2 separate regions of the Zea mays genome follow, and region 1 is linked to region 2. The links are chromatin contacts, called in public Hi-C maps. All regions are on one chromosome and are shown on one strand. The core of a region is the stretch at or near the end of the contact, and the rest is flanking DNA. Distances in the headings are between cores, read along the strand shown.

Evidence for each region. A called contact is a pair of places that touch in the nucleus more often than the background predicts.
Region 1: a contact with region 2 is called in a Hi-C map of tassel, with 6 times the contacts expected there. The contact joins the enhancer-like site here to the promoter of LOC100501486 in region 2. A contact is called at or near these places in 7 of 25 Hi-C or Micro-C datasets (leaf, root tip, tassel and 1 more).

Annotation. Positions count from the first base shown.
Region 1 is chr5:25,021,856-25,024,555 of Zm-B73-REFERENCE-NAM-5.0, reverse strand. No RefSeq gene overlaps it. Among protein-coding and RNA genes, the nearest start is that of LOC100282951, 64 kb to the left of the region's middle. Within about 2 kb of position 1,370, at least 17 of the 20 cell types and tissues checked have an H3K27ac peak or open chromatin away from gene starts, as enhancers often do. A contact at or near this core is called in leaf and tassel, where this site is marked.
Region 2 is chr5:24,845,761-24,848,460 of Zm-B73-REFERENCE-NAM-5.0, reverse strand. LOC100501486 (Malic enzyme) reads left to right here and starts at 1,435. Exons shown (of 19, transcript NM_001196190.2): 1 at 1,435-1,806; 2 at 1,914-2,010; 3 at 2,149-2,267; 4 at 2,373-2,540. The coding sequence starts at 1,642.

The DNA.
Region 1 (2,700 bases), core at 121-2,620, 180 kb before region 2:
TCTTGAAGTTTCTCACATGAGGTTTTTAACGAGGCAACAAAGTGCAAATGCAATTTGTATCACCATGCACTCTTTCTCCACATTTTCCCACTGGGTTTTTCGGAGTTTTAACGAGGCATGTGTTGGTCGCGGTATTCGCCCAAGGGGGAGTGTTAGGTAACCCTAGTTAGGGTTATGTGGGCAAATACCTGCTTTGCCACTAAGGGGGTCTCACATCTCTATATAAGGAACTTGTACACCCTTTCATATGATAGAGATCAGAAAGAGGCCAGAGACCCAACCCTATATACAGTGTCTCGTGTGTTTCCTCTGTCGTGCTTATGGGAAGGGAGACGGGTTCTCTACATCTTCTTGCGCCTCTACTGCTGACGGGAGGGAAGGGAATGAATCTGGTGATCCGTGGTAACATAGTTCTCAACAGTCGGTTTTTTAAGACAAACATCATATTTACAAATCGATCCTCTAAGCCAACAGTCGAAGTAAATATTCAAATGAACCCTCACTAAAAATACATCTATAGTAGCCTAGTAGGGGTTCACTTAAAGAACCATCTGTAATATAACCGCTATAAAGACCGTATGTTCTTTTTCCAACCAGAACCGTTCGACCAAGCTAACTTCTACTGGTTGTGATCTTGGAGTTTTTTTTAAAAAAAAAATGCAAAATACAAGAAGAGGTTTTAGTTTTCATTTCTTTGAAAGAATTCCCTCAAGGAGGTTAGTTAATGCCTCACATCTACCTTCTTTCATAGATCTTTATTGATTTGAAACAAAATTAGATCTAGTATTTTTATAGTTGTGTTTTGAGTGATACAAAAATGGTAGGGTTTTGATCTTCCTTCCTTTGAACGAGGTTGCTCCATAAGGTAAGTTAACGCCTCTCGTATCTCTGTTTTATAAATCCTCGTCAGTTCGAGGCATAACTAGATAGAATTTTATGGTGTCATTTAAAAAGAGAGAAATAATGGTAGTAGTTTTAGTCTAGGGTTTCATGATTATCTCTAAAATGTTAGATTAATTAGCTTATCACGTATACATATATCGACAATCATCAATTTCATAATTGATGCAAATAATGAAGAGCGTTATCTAAATTCTGATTATGCATTAGCTATTAAAATTGGATTACTTAGTTATTTATACAGATATGTTAAATTATCTGACAGTGATGATAATGGAGTTGCACAACTTTGTCGCCCGTGTTGCCGTTTTGGTATACAAAAATGAATTTTTTTTTTGCAACCACAGACCTCCTACTGTGCAGTCTCGCACGACAGAAACTTATTTGCCGGGCCCAGCAATCATGCGCGGACCTAGGCTTGAGTATCGGGCCGTGGCCCGTGGGTGTATATACCGGATAAAGACCCGAGCAGCCCACAACGCCAACTGCCTGGCGGCCCGGGCCGGGGGAGCCAGCCAACGCTGATTCCATCGATTCGAGATCGACATCTTCTGCTTTATTATTATTACAGATCGAATCGAAGAACCAAAACAGCTGGGCTGAGATTCGAGGGAGAGAAAGGCCGCATGGCCCGAGGAAAGCACACCACTGACCACTAGCACAGATTCGGTCGGGATTCTTGGTCGAGGTTGTTGCACGAACCGTCACCCCTAGACGTGTTTCACCCGTTGAGAAGTATGTTACCACGGATCACCAGATTCGCTCCCTTCTCTCCCATCAGTAGATTAGACGCGAGAAGATGTAAAAGACCTGTCTCTTTTCCTATAAGCATAACAGATAGCACACAAGACATATGATGTATGGTTGGACGTCTGGCCTATTTCTCTTCTCTATATTATCAGGGGGTGTACAGGTTCCTTATATAGAGATGTGAGACCCCTCAAAGGCAAAACAGGTATTTGTCCATATAACCCTAACTAGGGTTACTTAACACTCCCCCTTGGGCGAATACCAAGACCAACACATGCATCGTTAAAACTCCGAAAAACCCAGTTGAAAAATGTGGAGAAAGAGTGCATGGTGATACAAATTGCATTTGCACTTTGTTGCCTCGTTAAAAACCTCATGTGAGAACTTCAAGAAAACTCACTAAGGGAAAAAGAGTACAACAGCTGTCACCGGGACATATTTCGATCCTCTGGTATCTAGATTCTATTGAATCTTCTACAAGGGCTAACTTTAGAAATGTGCTCCCCTGATCCTTGCAAAACCGTATCAATAAAGCAAAACATCTTCTTCTGGAAGTATATGCACATAAAGATTTAGCAAACGGATTGCATATCCTTGCAAGGACTATTTCAGAAACTTTACCTCTACTCACTTCTAGGATATACGAGGTAAGTGCATGTATCAATATAAATAAGCCACTTTGACTGATGGTGTTCGATCGACTAGATCTATATATTTGATAGAAAGTTACATAAAGGTTCACATATTGATCATCAAGCTCACGCCTTCAGGGCATAGAATATGACATTTATTGTCTCACGATTGTGATCAATATAAGTATTCGCTCCCCCTGACGATGACATATGTCAAAGTCGTTATCCCTCATAACTCAAGCATATTCTTCAAGATATATGTCTCATTGTTCATCTGGAATAATGAGAATAGATGAGGTTGGGGTGCTATCATTTTCTATCTTATACCACAATTTATACATAGTTGTGCAAAGCAAATAACATGTCCTTCAATAGGACTTAGGGGATAATATAGTTGCAATAGTACATATTCTAAATA
Region 2 (2,700 bases), core at 186-2,685:
TACCATATGAGATCAATATTACAGATAAGGTTCTAGTTACCATTTGCTATACTAAGGTTATGCTTATGGATACCACTATATAAATCATCATCTAAGACTTAGTTCTAGCAATCATTTACACCCAAGCAGGTAGGTATTTAAAACAATTGCCAAAATCAAACAATATCCTTTTAGTGGATCCAAACAACTCATACTAATAATAACTTTTTAGGCCATCTAAACGTATGAACTAAATTTAGATCGGCACAACTAGTCGTTATATCTAAATAATCTAGTACTAAACTTTAGTCGTCTAAATTTTAATAACTTGTTGTTTAGTAAAACAAATAGTTGGTTCAGATGATGCAAATATGCTCTTATAGTATGTAGATTACCTATCATCCTCAGAGTTTATACAGGTGGTCTTCTAATGTCGCTAGTATAGTTTTTTCCTTCTCCACTTAAATGCCTACATTTGAGGGGGAGATGAACTAGTTTTCGACGATAGGATGAGTAAGTTATTGGAGCAACCGCAATCCCTCGTATGACAACTTTTTATTAGTGACATGATAAGTAATATGTTAAAGATGCTCTTAGCTTCCTAGAGCATGTCAAGTCTTTTTCTAAACTCAACCTCCTTCTAGACCATTATTTGAAGAGTCATTCAAAAAATGTTCTTTATATCTTTCTAACAACTTTTTTATACCAATGTGCTAGAGTATCCTCGCCCCTCTTTATCTTTATTTATGAAATAAATTGTTAGGAGCCTTTTTTAAATTATTTTTTGTATTTTCTATCATTATGGAAGGCCCTCTTTGTTTCCTTCTAGAATTATATGGATTATATAAGCACCAAATGACATGTCTATGAATTATCATAATCTAGGTATCTAGATTATATTTAATCCACTTAATAATATGTGTTGTTTATTTATCTCTTAACTTATTTAAGCTGGATTATATAATTTAGAGGGTAAAAAAATGGAGCCGAAGAATAGTTGTTTTTAGCTAGGTAACTTTATTACTGGTATTGGTGGATTCGAATAGAACCTTAGCACAGTCAAACAAATTGATTTATAGCATTCTTAATCAAAACTAGGCAAAGACTTATACATGTAGTCGAAATAGTCTCGTATGAGAGGTACCGTGGCTTGGTGCGCCTAGCAAATCCATCTTTATTGTTTCGAATGCGCATAGTCGCGCTGCGGCCTGCGGAACTCGTCGCCGACAACACCTTCACTAGTAGAGCCGCGTCCCCGCCCGCGTCCGGTCCTCCGCCGCCACCACTCACCTCCCTTCTGACCCAACCGGCGCCCTCCCCCTCGGCCCTCGCGTTCCACGACCACGAGCCGTGCTCTCGCGTGCGCGTCGCGTCGCACTCGCATCACGAATTCACGATTCAGCCAGCAACGCATCACCCCTTCCCACCCCCACAGGGACCAGGCCTCCACCACCCACCTTACCCAGGCCATACCCCCCGCCCCGACCGGGGGTCTCCTATCCTCCTGCCCTCACCGCGGGTGCCCGCACCGCGCGGCGACGCCTCCCCTTCAAATCTCCCAGGAGCTAGGGGCCTCGGCCACCACCACCGCACCGCACCGTCTCGGACGCGGCTGCAGCTCCGAGCATTGGATTCCGACCAACTGACCGAGCGGCGTGTCAGATGATCTCGCCGGCGATGTGTCGTTCGGCGCCGCGGCGGGCCGCGCAGGTCCGGCGCCTCCTGTCGTCGGCCGCGCCCCCGGCGCACGCCGGCGCTGCCGTGCCTGGGCCCTGCATCGTGCACAAGCGCGGCAACGACATCCTCCACGATCCGTGGTACAACAAGGTAAGGTAGCCAAGCTACACGCGGAGCCCCCGACCCCGATCTCGCGGTTTGCGCGTGGACTCGATGCGGTTTCAGCTTACCGGGGCTTCCATTCCGTTTGGGCGCAGGATACGGCGTTCCCCATGACGGAGCGCGACCGCCTCGGTCTCCGCGGCTTGCTCCCGCCGCGGGTCATGTCCTTCGAGCAGCAGTACGAGCGATTTAGTGAGTCGCCCTTCCCGTTAGCGTTTGTGTTTCCTTATTCGTCTTGTTTGTGGCGCGCCGAATGGGTTTCGGGATCACGGAATTTGTCGTTGTTCACGCGACGCGTTATGACTTACGCGCGTGCTTGCTTCGTTACAGTAAACTCTTTCCGGTCGCTGGAGCACAATACCCGCGGCGAGCCTGACTCCATCGTCGCGCTGGCCAAATGGAGGATCCTCAACAGGTTGCACGACCGGAACGAGACATTGTACTACAGGGTGAGCCCGTAGGTTGCAGTATCGTGTTTGGGAAAAAAAAATGATACAATGGCGATGTGCCTGAATTTGGAGTGCTGACATGGTAATATGCGCTCTTCTCGACAGGTGCTAATTGACAATATCAAGGATTTTGCCCCGATAATATACACTCCCACTGTTGGCTTGGTCTGTGAAAATTACAGCGGTCTGTTCAGACGACCCCGTGGGATGTATTTCAGTGCAAAGGATAAGGGGGAGATGATGTCAATGATTTACAACTGGCCAGCAGAGAAGGTATAGCTGAAAGTGCTGTCTAAATGCACGTTTTCAAGTAATGCCTCTAGTGTAGCGATTAAGATTGAGATTATTTGAGTGTGGGTTCAACTAATGAGATCTGAAACCGAACCATAACATTTGATTGATACTAGTGGTTTCCTAGAACCGTACTGCATGC